Regions from separate parts of the Mus musculus genome. Here all the other regions are linked to region 1. The links are chromatin contacts, called in public HiCAR-type and HiChIP or PLAC-seq maps. All regions are on one chromosome and are shown on one strand. Each heading gives the region's core, a stretch centred on a gene start, on an enhancer-like site or on the middle of the called end of the contact. The rest is flanking DNA. Distances are from core to core; before and after follow the strand shown. Region 1 holds the start of Vps54 (VPS54 GARP complex subunit). Region 2 has its middle 24 kb from the start of Sertad2. Region 3 has its middle 75 kb from the start of Gm32142. Region 4 holds the start of Slc1a4 (solute carrier family 1 (glutamate/neutral amino acid transporter), member 4). Region 5 has its middle 7.5 kb from the start of Gm39606.

The links. HiCAR-type assays count read pairs that join an accessible place to other places. HiChIP or PLAC-seq counts read pairs in DNA pulled down with a chosen protein or histone mark.
Region 2: a contact with region 1 is called in a HiCAR-type map of astrocytes, with 2.4 times the contacts expected there. The contact joins the enhancer-like site here to the promoter of Vps54 in region 1. A contact is called at or near these places in 2 of 115 datasets of contacts at active chromatin or transcription factors (astrocytes and embryonic stem cells) and 1 of 9 other capture datasets (liver).
Region 3: an H3K4me3 HiChIP or PLAC-seq map of bone marrow-derived macrophages shows a contact between it and region 1, with 9 times the contacts expected there. The contact joins the enhancer-like site here to the promoter of Vps54 in region 1. A contact is called at or near these places in 3 of 39 promoter capture datasets (cranial neural crest, hippocampal neurons and pre-B cells), 5 of 484 Hi-C or Micro-C datasets (CD4 T cells, embryonic stem cells, muscle stem cells and 1 more), 6 of 115 datasets of contacts at active chromatin or transcription factors (astrocytes, bone marrow-derived macrophages, embryonic stem cells and 3 more) and 1 of 9 other capture datasets (liver).
Region 4: a contact with region 1 is called in a HiCAR-type map of astrocytes, with 2.7 times the contacts expected there. The contact joins the promoter of Slc1a4 here to the promoter of Vps54 in region 1. A contact is called at or near these places in 2 of 39 promoter capture datasets (hippocampal neurons and pre-B cells) and 5 of 115 datasets of contacts at active chromatin or transcription factors (astrocytes, embryonic stem cells, large pre-B cells and 1 more).
Region 5: a HiCAR-type map of astrocytes shows a contact between it and region 1, with 4 times the contacts expected there. The contact joins the enhancer-like site here to the promoter of Vps54 in region 1. A contact is called at or near these places in 7 of 115 datasets of contacts at active chromatin or transcription factors (astrocytes, bone marrow-derived macrophages, embryonic stem cells and 3 more).

What each region holds. Positions count from the first base shown.
Region 1 is chr11:21,237,654-21,240,353 of GRCm38.p6, forward strand. It overlaps Vps54 (VPS54 GARP complex subunit), which reads left to right and starts at 1,379. Exons shown (of 23, transcript NM_139061.5): 1 at 1,379-1,718.
Region 2 is chr11:20,654,451-20,657,150 of GRCm38.p6, forward strand. No RefSeq gene overlaps it. Among named protein-coding and RNA genes, the nearest start is that of Sertad2, 24 kb to the left of the region's middle. Within about 2 kb of position 1,436, at least 172 of the 459 cell types and tissues checked have an H3K27ac peak or open chromatin away from gene starts, as enhancers often do. A contact at or near this core is called in astrocytes and embryonic stem cells, where this site is marked.
Region 3 is chr11:20,551,769-20,554,468 of GRCm38.p6, forward strand. It overlaps a transcript of Sertad2 not described here. Among named protein-coding and RNA genes, the nearest start is that of Gm32142, 75 kb to the left of the region's middle. Within about 2 kb of position 1,448, at least 71 of the 459 cell types and tissues checked have an H3K27ac peak or open chromatin away from gene starts, as enhancers often do. A contact at or near this core is called in bone marrow-derived macrophages, embryonic stem cells, memory CD8 T cells and 2 more, where this site is marked.
Region 4 is chr11:20,331,291-20,333,990 of GRCm38.p6, forward strand. Slc1a4 (solute carrier family 1 (glutamate/neutral amino acid transporter), member 4) reads right to left here and starts at 1,423. Exons shown (of 8, transcript NM_018861.3): 1 at 656-1,423. The coding sequence starts at 1,182.
Region 5 is chr11:20,459,229-20,461,928 of GRCm38.p6, forward strand. No RefSeq gene overlaps it. Among named protein-coding and RNA genes, the nearest start is that of Gm39606, 7.5 kb to the left of the region's middle. Within about 2 kb of position 1,418, at least 63 of the 459 cell types and tissues checked have an H3K27ac peak or open chromatin away from gene starts, as enhancers often do. A contact at or near this core is called in astrocytes, where this site is marked.

The DNA.
Region 1 (2,700 bases), core at 129-2,628:
ATCTTTTGTGTTTTCCTTTCTCTGTGTCCTTTCTGTCCTTCAACCATACCTTTTTTTTTTTTTCTTGTTTTTTTTTTTTTTTTTTTTTTTTAGACAGGGCTTCTCTGTGTAGCCCTGGCTGCCCTGGAACTCTGTAGACCAGGCTGGCCAGGCTGGCCTCAAAACTCAGAAATCTGCCTGCCTCTGCCTCCCAAGTGCTAGGATTAAAGGCATGCGCCACCACTGCCTGACCAACCATACCTTTTTGGTGAGTAAATTAACAAAAGCTGTTAGCAATTTTCAATGACTTACTAAGACCAAGACTTGCATCAGTTTCTTTTTCCAGTTAACTACTGAGTTACATTTTCACTTTTGCTTTGTAAAACAGACTTTTGAAATGCATGAAACTTATTTGTAGGCTAAACAGTTCCAAAATGGAATAAAATCTTCATAAAGTTAAGAAAGACCCTCAAGTAATTAAGACTTTTTTTCTTATTTTTCCAGACCTTGGTGGCTCTGAGTCTCAAGACTCCTGAATCAACCAAAGGTGATTGGAGACTTATAAACATATTGTAGTCTAAGACACCCTATCTTGCAGATGGTAATTTTACTAGTAAGATCACAATTCTCTCTGAACTCAGCCTAATTGGAAATGCTGTTAGGAATCACAAATAGATTTTAATAATAAGCACACACACCCAAGTTTTTCAGATTTTTAAAGGGCAGGGACAACTGACTTATGCGCCTGAGAAATGTGACAGGTGATTGGAAGCCAGGAACTGGGGGGACAGGGTAGCCTCAAAAGGCCTTAAGTGCTGGAGGCCAGTGGGGTATCTGGAGTTGACCTTTCACCTTTGAAAGGCATTAATTTTGGAGACGGAGCCATGTTTGTTTACTATGAGGGGCTGAGGGAGTCAGGGCAGGCGGAAGCTAGGGCTTTAGTGGGTGTAAGCGGCCGGGAGTCAGTTGGTCTGGGGGGCGAGGGGTCCGCTCCCGCCCGCTCGCCAGGGAAGGCGGAAGGCAACGCTCGGCTTCTTTGGACAACCTGGGCGGGGGGGGGGAACCGTGCGAGCTGGAGCGCAGATCCGAGACGACTCCTGCCTTTACGAGGACGACAGGGGGAGGCACGGGGCAGCCACGCGGGGTCGTCCCCGCTCTGGGGTCGCTAGCTCTGCGGCGGCCGCGCCAGGCCCTGTCGGAGCTGCGCGGCGACTCCCGGTCTGGCCGCGGCCCTCCCGCCCCGGCGACGCCGCGGTGGATTGTGGGCTGGGGGCTGCGGCGGCCTGGCGGCGGCGGCGGCCTGCTGCACGCTCTCCGCGGACCCAGCCGCGCCGGGCCGGTGGCGTGAGGCGGGCGGCGGCGTGGGGAGCTGAGGCGCCGGGGGCGGTGGTCGCGGCGCGGCGGCGGCTCCCCTGGAGGCCGGGGATGTGGGAGAGGCGGCGGCAGCAGCGGCGGAGGCGGCGCTGCGGACCCGGGGGAGACTGCTGGCTGACAGGACACCCGGGCGAGACGTGAGGGGCCCGCCGCGGCCGCTCTGCCCCCGAGCGGCGCTGGGCTCGAGAGGGCGGCCCTGTGCTCCCGGGCCCGCCGGCCAGCAGGCGCGGGGCGGAGGCGGGAACCGGGCTCGGACCCGGCGCGCAGGGCGGCGGCGGCCGCGGAGCAGCAGTCTCGGCGCGACGTGGAGGGATGGAGGCGGCGGTGCACTAGGCCTCGTCTGGGGCTGCCGCCCGGGACCGCAGGTAGGTGCCGGGCCCGCGCTTCGCGGCCACCCTCCCCCGACCCGGTGACCGGCGGGGCGGCGGGACCCCACCCCCTCCGTCTCCTCGGGGCTTGGAGCTGACAGAGTTTCGGAGCCGGTGACCGAGCCGAAGCTTCATCCTCCCCGCCACCACCACTTCCTTCTCGGCACTCCCAGGATCCGGGCCGGCAGCTGTGCCCCAGCCCCGGCCGGCGTCCGCAGGTGCCGCCCCAGTCCCCTCGCCCCTCTCCGGAATCCGGGACCAGCAACTTCCATCAGTCCTTGTAGACGCGGAGCCCAAACTTTCCCTGTCTCCTTTCAGCCAGGCCTGAACCCCTCTTGGAGCCTTCTAGAATAAAAACACCGCCCCCCCACCCCCCCGCCCGAGAATACTAAACCAAAGAAGAACTCGGCATTGTGCAGTTTTGCATTGTAGTTTAAATTATTTTATTTCTTTCAGTTTTGCTAACTGCTGTCTGCAGGGATACAAAGACAGGCCTTCCCTGTTCCCTGTGGGTTGTCTGGGAACTTTTGCCTGACCATTATAATTAGCTACTTGGCCTGTCCGTGTATGGCTTAGGGTGACTTTTTTTTTTTTTTTTTTAAAGAATTTTGGCCTATTAGAGTTACAAAGTGTTTCTTAAAATACCTTTTTAACCAAGTTTGGTTTTTGGTCCTTATAGAGACGTCTTTTACTTTCGAAGAATTAAATTGGGCTACTTCTGTTTTCTAATTGATTTAATTTCGGGTTCTCAAACTCAGGTCAGTCTTAATACATGTTCAGCGGGCAGGGGATATTATGATACGCTGTTTGTGGTATATGGAGAAGAAGGTGATAACTTATGCTGCAGGTCTTGATGGGCATTGAGTTTTATAAATGGGAGCTCTAATTGGAAAACTATTTGACTCCCTAGCAGTTTGGCTGGAACAGATGTAATGATAGGATATGTCTGACTGTATGTAGTACAGTGAGTTGGGTTTCC
Region 2 (2,700 bases), core at 186-2,685, 580 kb before region 1:
CCCTCTCGGGGACACACCAGCACCCTGCCTCTGCCCTTGCTCCCACACTCTGGTGCAGAACAGCCTCATTTCAAGGCCAACCTCAAATGCCTGTCCATGAATCCGTCTCCGCATCCTCCTCATAAGAGCCCATCCTGTCCTCAACTCTTTCAGGGCTCCAGACTTTGCAAGAACAAATTCTGTCCTGGCTTCACCTGAGCTGCACACAGGTTTTCTTTGCAACACTACAGTTCTGAAGAACAGGAACCCTGGGATTTCGTCTTCTCCAGACGTCGTCACGTCACACCCCCACAAACTATACACTGCCAGTGTTAATAAGCAGTAGAGTGGCCCCAGACAATGGCCGTGCTTACTTAGGTATGCGTCCCTAGGGCTGATGTCTGACTCCATAGTACAGCTGAGCAGGTACAGTTGTACTGACTCTTAGTTCAAAGGAGTTGCCATTTGGCCCTTTACAGAGACACATTGCCAAAGTGATACTGCAACCCACACAATCCTTAAGATAGTGTTGGCGCAAACAAGGCAGACAGGCTTTCAGTAAGGTGGACGTTTACCCCTAAAGAGATTAATTGGCTTGGGTGTCCAGGGAGCCCCAGTGTACCAGAGTGCTGGAGAGGAGGGAACAGGGTTAACAGCCAAGCCACATAGGAGGGGGATATCTTCAGAAAGCTCTAGGCCTATGAGGGGTCTGGTCTTCTGCTCTAAGGAGCCTGATTATGGCTTCAGAGGAGTAGCATTCAGCTTGGCTCATTAGAAGACCCTTTGTCACCAACCCCAAGCCTGCTCCTCTCTTTCTCTCCAGCCCTAAATAAGTTTGGTTTTGTGTGTATGGAAACCGGTTGTTATCCCAGCTGGTCTCAAACACCTGCATGTAAGTGCTTCTGTCTTGGCCACCTGAGTTGCTGAGGCTATAGTTTCTCTCCAGTCTTTTTAGCACAGCATATCTTGCCTATAGTTTGGAGACCTGAAAACTCTTCCCCGGGTCTGGGATGGGTTGGGGGGAGGTGTGCCCCTCCTGACATACCTACATCACTACCTTAAGGTATGGAGAGGAGCAGCCAGTAGGACCAGCAGTTAGCCAGTAGGGAGAACTTTCTGTGACTGAGCACTCTGGGTGTTCTCAGACTCCCTTACTTTGGCAATGTGACTTGAGGTTAGTAACTTATTGGGAGCAAGATGAGGCTGGCTATCTGGCCTCTCCTTGTTTGTTATCACAGTGGGAGGGCTGGTCTTGGACTGCAGACCAAAAGGATTTGAAAAAAACTCTTGAAGGCCCTAAGGTGCCACCCTTGGAGGCATCTGGGATGGCTTGTCCTGTGCACGACAGGATCAGACAGCACATGGTGACATTGTCCCTGGAGCTGGGAACCCTCTCTGCAGCAGTCTGGCTGTCTCAGCCCCATAGTGCTACAGACTTCCCCCGCCTCCCAGGCAGGGCCAAGCTGCCAGCTGCCTGCAAGGCTTATTGTTCAGCAGTGACAAGAAATGGCTGCAGAGCACAAGCTGGAGAAAGGCTGGAGGCAAAGTGGGGGAGGGGTGGTAGGCTGAGGAAGCTCTCAATGCCCCTAGCACAAGCCTGTGTTCCTGGGAGAAGTCTGAGAGGAACCCAACCTTAGGGAGTCAGGCCCCTCCCTCCTCGGCCCGACAGGCTTGTCTTTCAGATGTGGGAAGTGTGTCGCCCCGTTTCTGCACCCAAGCAGAGGAGAAGGCTGCCTCGGGATTCAGCTGAGTGGCTGAAGACAGAGCCATGTGGCCTGCACTTTGGCAGGCTGAGGCAAGTCAGCCCGATCCATGCTCCCCTTGCAGTTGGGTCTGGAGAGGGTCCAGAGATGAGAACAGTTTCTGATGTGTGCACAGCTACCAAGTGTTTTCCAGACAGCTGTGAGTGTGCCGATTTGGGGGGTGTGTGGCCTGCAGCACTAGCGGGTGCTTCAGTCATGCCCATCCCTGCTGAAGGCTTGGGGAGACTTGGAGAGGTTGAGCCATGAAAACCTTGGGATCAGCAGCCGGCCATAGGAGGAAGTCTCTGCAACCGAAATCACCAGGGACCAAAGCCACTGGGAGAGGCGAATCTAGCGTCTCTACCTACCGAGGAGAATCTCCCTCCCATAGCCCCAGACATATGCCGACCCACCGTGGAGGGGATGACTGATGTAGTCACAGAGCCAGCGCCCACTGGGAGCCAAACCCTTGGTCTTGCCAGACCAGTCCTGATAAAGGGGAAACCTCGTCCTCCCATCTTTCTCTCTCTCACCTCTTTCCTCTTCGTCAGCCCCCCTTCATCCTGCATGCCTACTTGAAGTTGAATTTGGTTGGCACACAGACTCTGGCTTGTCCTCTGCATCATGGGGCCTTTGTCTGGGGGCTGGTCGGCTGGGCGTCCGCTCTGGGCTCGGAGACACTGGTGCTGCATTCTGTAGAGGGTCAGGCCCAGGATGGGGGAGGGATTCTGATCAGTCAGCAGCTGGGACTAGGGTTCCTTTGGAGGCAGGGTGTGTGCCTGCTCTGAGCAGCCCGGCACCCCAGCGGGCACCCCAGTGGCGAGGAAGAAATGCAGACCAGCTCCTCTGAGTACCGCCTCCCCAAGAGTCATCTCTGCGATACCCCAGCGGCCAGCCGGAAACGCAGAACCACGAGGGTGGGCAAAGCTATGTCTGGAAAGCATTTCTGTCTCAGATCACCGTCTTACTGAGGTTTTTT
Region 3 (2,700 bases), core at 198-2,697, 690 kb before region 1:
TTTGACTTGGTAGGAATATTTACTGATTTCTCAAACTTCTTGACATTATTCAGACATCACAAGTCAGAAGTCCTTAGTCCCATTAAATAAAATAAATAGGTCTTCCTTTTGAGACTGGATCTCAAACACATTATGTTGCCCAGGCTGGCCTTGAACTTGCTTTTAGTCAGGCTGACCTGGGACTCCTGTGTCAACCCTCTCAGTGAATGCAGGAATCACAGATGTGCACCAGCAAGACTGCCTGGCTCTGACTTAGAAAACAGTCTGTTGCTATTTTTAAAATGTAATTTAATTCATCTTTAACTTAATTTAATTTTATGTGTATAGGCATTTTGTCTGCATGTCCATCTGTGCAGCCTGAATGTCTGGTGCCTGTGGAAGCCATAAGAAAGCATCAAATCCTTTGGAGTTGGAGTTATAGGTGGTTGTGAGCCACCCTGTCAGTGCTGCGGATTTGACACAGGTCCTCTGGAAGAGCAACCAGTGCTCTTAACTGCTGAGTCATCTTTCTAGTTCCTGTTGTACATTTTATTTAATGCAAATAAAATTAGACACATTGTATTCTGGAGTCCCTAATGTGGACCAGCTAGGCAGGGTGGGGTTGCAGAGCGGAAAGGACAGGCATATTCCCACTCTAGAACAGGTTCCAGAGGGTTTGGGGGAAGTCAGAGCTTGGTAGCAGCCACAATTAACCTTTGCACACTGATGCAATGATAACAGGAAAGAATCTTAATGTAGATTTCATGTCCTTTGTTTTTGTATAAAGAGAATCCCGATTCCGACCACAAAATCCATTTGAGTAAGCAATTTGTATTTGAATTTGAGTTGGGACTTCAAAACATAACAATGTCAGTTTCTCCCAGAAATCATGAATCTTCCTTATTTATTAACCCTGGAAAACTTTATGATGACCATGGTCTGGAGTGTTTCCTAGATTTTTTTTTTTAATTGGACTTTTTAAGTTGTTTTCTCCTGTCCCTTTGTTTCCTTTGTGACCAAGCCAAAAATTAAAAAAATAAAAATAAAAATTGGTAACAATGAATGTTTCACAATGGGAATGTAGCCACTTAGTTGTCCCAGCAATATTAAACAGTTAACAAGAGAACCTTGAGTTTGCTTTGCCTGCTTACAGTGGGAGCTAAGGCTGCAGTCTCAGTGACTGCAGTTTTGTCATTTCCTGCACAAATGAAACTGATAGTGTCAGTTTCATCTCGAATAACAAAGTGAATATATCTATGTTCTATAAAGTAGCATTACATGCAGTGATCATCGTGAGTTAGTTTCATGTTTATGAATATTTAGTATTTGTCCTAGGTTCTTGGGAGTATAGTAAGACACAGCGTCTTCCCAGTGATGCCTATAGTGCACTAGAGACAAAAGAGCCCTGCAATGAAATTAGTCCTTTATGTTTGGCCGTATGTGACGTAGCATAGTGCAAAGTCTGGTTGGTGTGTGCTGCAGCGGTAACACAAGTCCTAGATCAAAGGGACCCGCCCTCTAGAAGTTCTGGGTAGCCTTCTCTGGAATCCAGCCTTCCTTTAAGTCTAAGTAACATTGGTTAGAAGGCTTTTGTGTCTTGAACAAAGAATAGTTTCTTCTGCAGCTACCACACAGACTCTCAGTAGGGAAGCAGTGAAAAATGGAGCAGGCCTCACTGTCCCCAAGGGAAGCAGAAATTGCACCTGTGAACAGAGGTTTTAGACACAGTTTGAATGTATTTTAGGTTCCTGAGTCAAAAGTAAATACATGAAAGGCCCGAGGCTGGGAACCCTTGAAACATCAGTGAAGGTGCTGTAGTCAAGGGGAGTTCCCTGAAGAAGGGTGAACAGGCAGCCTTTTGCCAGCTACTAAAGTGCCTTCTCTCCAGCTTTGCCTAGAATAGTCCTGTCTGCCAGGTGGGTATGTCTACACCTAATTTGGCTAACTTAAGAAGTCTGAGTATATTGCTATAATTTATAAGTAATCTTTCTAAATTATTTTGCTTTGAAATTTAGCAGACAGGCCTGTTACTTTTTTTTTTTTAACGTTGTTATTTAGTGCTGGAACTGGACCGAAGGCCTTATGCATGCTAGGCAAGCACTTCCACCCAGCAGGGTTCTAGCCTTCGATTTAAATTCAAACACAATACTGTGTGAACCGTGGGTTTGTTGAATTTTTTTCTGAGTGTTTTGAAATGCTAACATTATTTTTAGATCACATATGTTTCTTTATTTGGAACTATGTCTAAGATAGGATAATATAATGCATTCCTGTCTCTTAGATTTAAATTTGGGGATAAAAGTACAAAATCTCACAGTTTATCTGTTAATGAAAGTTTTTAGACACTTTTGTGGAGACTTAAAATAACCCTTAAAGAGTTTCTCTTCCTGCAGAGTTTATTGTCCCTCTTATGTCTGATTGAAACCCCCCATCTAGAATAGTTATGTGCATTATCTGTTGTAAATGAATTCAAGGATGTGTGTGTGTGCACAGTGTGTAGCCTAACATGATGTTGTATGATGGCTGTAATCCTAGCACTTAGGAGGTGAAGGCAGAAGGATCAGGAGTTCGAAGCCATCCTCAGTTACATAGTGAGTTTGAGACTAGCCTGGACTGTGTGAAGCACTGTTTCAATACCAAAAGCAACAAGCTGCCATGGGGGTCAGTAGTAGAACATGTGCCTAGCATGTGTGAAGTCCTGGGTTGGATCCCCGGCAGTAC
Region 4 (2,700 bases), core at 173-2,672, 910 kb before region 1:
TACAACTCCTGAGTGGAGAAAAAAAAAAAAAAAAAAAAAAAAAAAACAAGCAAAGAAAGGTGTGTGTATCTCAACTCTCTGGATCTCCCCGCTTTCTACAAAGAAATAACGCTAGGCCCCATGATCCTGACCAAGAACGTCCACAACCTGTCCTAAGCCTGAGAGGCAGTCACGTAGCTGGGCAACGGGCTCCACATAACTAACTCCAGTTTTATTATTCTTGGACACATCCATAATTCTGCTGAAAATTGCCAACTTCCTTCCAGACCAAAGGCTGAATCAGAGAAAACCTCAGACTACAAGCTGGATAGCTCCTCTGGTGAAAGTCACTCAATGTCCTGGAAGCTTTGGGGTGATGTAGGGGAGAAAACAGGAACAATTAAAAAAACGAAACAAAACAAACAAACAAAACTGAGAGAGCCCAGTGTAAGGAGTAAAGCACAACTGAGAAGGTATACACTTAACATCCCACCTAACGGAAAATCGGTTCCAGCAAAAAGCTGTGGCCTCCAGTCTTTAAAGGTGTGGCCAGCACGTAGCCCAGACGTAAATATGAAATTTAGTGTTAAGGGCCAACAGTAACTGAATTAACTCTAGGTGATATGAGTGCACGTGGCGTCTCCCGCCGTGCCTTTGGCGGGGTGGAGAGCAGTACCTGAGTAAATCGAGGAAAGAGTCCACTGTCTCTTTGGAGACCGGAGGAGGCCCTGAGTTCTCCAGCCCCAGGCTGCTGGACTGGAGGGTCTGCGCGCCCGCCCCTGGCTTGATGATGAACGCCAGAGCAACGGCGAGAGCCGAGGCGCTCAGCGTGGTGAGGCCGAAGTAAGCAACAGCGATGCCACCCAGACGCCCGAGGGAGCTGGCATCCAGGGAGGCGGCTCCCGACACCAGGCTGCAAACCACCAGCGGCAGGATGATCATGCGCAGCATGCGGAGCAGCATCTCGCCCGGGAAGGCCAGGTAAGTGATCTGGGTGCGGGTGAGCTGCAGCCCCCTCAGCGCCGCGCCCATGCCGGCACCCACCAACACTCCCGACACGGTGAGCAGCACCAGCGCGTGGCGCCGAAAAAAGCTAGCACAGCGCTGCGATTTGCCCATCGCCGTCTCGGGCGTTCGGGGCCCGGCCGCAGGCTCTGCCTGGGTGCCGTCGAGGTAGCCGTTGGTCTCGCCGCTCTTCTCCATGTCGTTGCCCACCGCTCTAAGCGGTAACACTCAAGGAACTTGGAGAAAAGACCGGTTTCGAATGAATGGATCAGGCGGAGACAGTGGCCTGTGCCAGCTGCGGCTTCCGAGCTCTGTGAGTCCCTACAGGAACACTTTTCAGAAAGATAAAAGAGAGACGTGGGTTGTGGGTTGGAGCCCAGGCAGAGCAGACCGCGCCGCGCCCAGCCTTCTTTCAGAGCCGCTGCAGGCTGGAGATGATGCAACGCAGGAGGCACGCTGGAGGCTGCAGCCTAGGAAGGAGGGCGGGGCTTGAGCTCGCCCCGCCCATGTAGGCGCACCTCCGATGTTACGACCAATTAGAACCCTGAATATCCGTTCCCCACCTCCCTGACGTTTCCCAGGTCCCGCCCTTCTCCCACCCTCCGGGAGGCACAGCAAAGAGAGTGAGAGACAGGCAGGCTGGGCTCTCCCGACGGGGCGTGAGGCCATCGGCCAATCCTGTCTCCTGGCAGCTTTCAGTCCTACTGTCCAGGCCTCGGGGAGAGAGGGAGGGGAGCGTCTGGAACGCCTCGGCAGTTCTTCTCCTCAGCTGGTGGAGGAGGGGAGCCCTCGGAGGTTGGTGCCCGCCCTCCGCTAGGGAGTCCGGAACGACCCAACCTCCATCCTGCGGGAAATCCTTTCTTCTAAGGGCTCTGTAGGCTTTCCTGGTACAGAGACAAAGGAGTGGGTGGATGGGGGAAAGTCTCATTGCGTGCACGTACAAGACTCTAGCAGAGCTTTACCCTTAGGTGACCAGCGAGTCCGGGTGGCACTATGCACAGTGCCAAGGGTGAGCCACTGCGTGCACTAGCGCCCTCTGGGGCGAGTCCATTGGACTCTGGGGAGAAGCCTGGTGTGTGCAGGCTGAAGACGTAAAACTCTCCCAGAGAAACAGAGCTCTAACGCCACCACTTTCGGTGGCGTGTCTGCCATGTAACTTAAGCTGAAACACAAGCGGGATTTTAACCACCCCCTTCCGGGTCTCCAGACTTGGCACGCCAACAGTTCAGTCAAGTGTTTGGCCAGTCTGAAAGATGGTTCAATGGATTTTTTAAAAATGCCATTTATTTACTATCTTCCCGGGCCACAGCAGATAAAAAGGGAAACCTTGGCAGTCGTTTATTGTGTTATTTATTTATTTATTTATTTATTTTTCCCTATTCTGCTTTTGAAAAGAACTACCTCCCCAGACCTCCAAGAAAGCCCTAGTTAGGTGTAGCTGAGTTAAAGAGGAAGACAATGTGAAGTAAAGTAATTTTGAAGTATACCATAACAGAAACCTGTGCAAATCAATATGTCCTGTCGAGGTGTAAAACGTCCAATTGTTGAGACAGCAAAGAGTTCCTTACATGAAGCCATTTAGCTGTCATGTACAGCTTGTTGAAATAGGAGCTTATTGGTGGGAGGGAGGTGTGTTCATTAGATGAGGACCTATACATATTTTTATCTTGTTTCCCAGAACATGGTTTACCTCTCTGTGCAAGGATGGATGATTCC
Region 5 (2,700 bases), core at 168-2,667, 780 kb before region 1:
GGGTAACTCAAGAATGAAGGGGGAGTTACCTGCTATGTTGCAGGAGGACAAAGGAACTCCCTGGGTGCAAAGCTTCTAAGGGGACTCTGGTGGTTTGACTCTGCTTGGCCCAGGAAGGAGCACTATTAGGGGGTGTGGCCTTGTTGGAGTAGGTGTGGCCTTAGAGGAAGTGCGTCACTGTGGTGTGGGCTTTGAGACCCTCCTCCTAGCTGTCTGGAAGACTGTCGTCCTAGATGCCTTCGGATCAAAATGTAGAACTCTCAGCTCCTCCAGCACCATGTCTGCCTGCGTACTGCTATGCTTTCTAACATAATGATAACCGACCGAACCTCTGAACCTGTAAGTCAGCCCCAATTAAGTGTTATCCTTTATAAGAGTTGCCTTGGTCACGGTGTCTCCTCACAGCAATGAAACCCTAACTAAGACAGAGACCCTTCATCTTCAAAGCACTCAAAACCTTTTGGGTTTGGGTAACTCTGGAAGAAGGCAGCCTCTCCATGACCTGCTTTGTCTTCCAAACACTCACTGAGGTGAGAACTGTCAGAGGCCCTCCCCACTGACTCAACCGCTTTCCTCCCTAACCAGGTAAAACTGCACACTGGTCACAGTTACTTTCCTTAGGCTCCAAATACTATTTATCTGCATGTAAGCCACGGTACCCGGAACAAGCAGAGCACGGGGCCACCCCTTACAGTCCCCAGTAGGAAAGAAGGGTGCCTTGCCAAGGCCTTGTTGCTTGCCCATGTAGCTTCTCTTCTGGGAGATAGATGCCAGGGCACGGGCCACCCTTGGTGATCGAGACACACTGGAGAGTCCTTGAGTTCTCTGCTTCTGTGTTCATGTCCTAAACTGGCTGCCAGCCGTTACCTATAAACTAGAGCTCAGCTGCTTTCTCGGCCGTGGAGTGACAACAATGCCACCAAAATAAGCCACAGTCTTTTCCCTGACACTTGTACTCCAGGGCCTGGCAGCCACGCATCAGGCCAGAGGACTTCAAAGTCAGGGTGTGCCTGGGGGAATCCAGGAAGGAGACCCTAGGCAGGCAGAGCCTGAGGCATAATGCACTACAGAACTGATGAATTCTTTTGGTTCCAAATCTTTACAGCTTTGCCAAACCCAGTGGGGAAAGATCAGCTGCAAAGTTCTGTCAGGAAAGTACCAGGTGCTGAGCTGTTCCCAATCTGACTTAGAAGCAGTTAGGGGCCAGGGCTGTTTAGGGTTGGCATTCCGTTCTTTGCTAGGTCTAGGAGATGGCCAGCGCACTCTTGAAGTCAGTGCCACCCTGCCCCTGGGCTGTGCTGAGGTAAAGGCAGACACGGGGCCGTGGAGGAAACTGGAAGCATTTCCCTCCCACACTGCAGGACAACCACACAAAGGACCTCCTCTGTTGGCCCTGTATGATGGGATGGGCTGGCAGGGGAGGACTGAGACTGTCGCCCAGTGCAGGGCCAGGCAGCTGCAAATGAAACACAGACCTAGAGCACTCGGGGAGGCAAGCATTCGATCTTTCTAAGAGCCAAGAAATCCTGGCTAAAAGCTCAGCTACAGAGGGAAGAAAAGACTCGGGCAATACTTGAAACCAAGCAAGCCCCCTGGAAATGTTGGATTCCTGACAGATAAGGAGCCAAGCCAAGGGCTTTTTTCCTGCTGGCCCAAACACAAAAGCGAAGGACTCTGGAGAAGTGGAAGATCAGCCTGGAAGGGACTCTGAAAGCAGAAGAAAGCTCTTGAAGCCAGAAAATGTTCACCCCACTCAGACCCCAGGGCTCATATCCAGCCAGTGTGGGGGAAGGGACACTTGGTGTCACATACCTTCAAGGCTGCACTATCCTGGTGGACACTCCAGTGAGAGGCGCTATGGTGGTGTGGTATCTCCAGCACTCCAGGGGGCTTGGTTGCAAGGCCCAGTGCCCACCTGAGGTGTGTGAGTTATTGGTTAATACCTCTCCCATGCTCTGAAGGAAGTGACTCCTGAAGTAAGGTTGGACGTAGCTTGATTAATTCTTTGTTAGATTTTTTTTTCCTTTGTTCTAAGACAGGGTTTCTCTGTGTAGCCTTTGCTGTTCTAGAACTCACTCTGTGACCAGGCTGGCCTCAAACTCAGAGCTCGCCTGTCTCTGCCTCCGGAGTGCTGGGATTAAAGGCATGCACCACCACCACCACCTGGTTTAGATCTTGTTTATTTTTTGGTGCTAGGGGTTGTACCCATGGCTTCAGATATGCTAGGCACACATTCCCCATGAAGTTTCACCCTCAGAGCCTGGAGCTTCACCCCAAAGGAAGCTGCACAGCAGTACATTATGGGTAAAACTTATGAACACACAAAGGACTGTTCCTTTATCCATATTGCCTGTCATGTGGAGGGAGGATACTTTTTTTAAAGCTCTAAAAACTAGACATGGTGCCTTGTGTCTGTAATCCTACCACTAAGGAGGTAGAGGCAGGAGGATCAGGAGTTCAAGGACAGCCTGGGCTGTCTCAAAAAAAAAAAAAAAGGTTCTAAGATTAAAGAATAAAAGAGTTCTGTGTGAGGATTGGCTCAGTGGCGCAATCCTCCTCATTCTTTGCTAGATCTTGAAGAAAAAGATAAAAAGGATATATGACAGCTTTTTAAGAATAATAGAAAGAAAAGAAAAACCTTCCTTCTGAATATGAGTAGAACATTCTCTACACAAAGGAATTTGGGCAAAAAATAGAAAG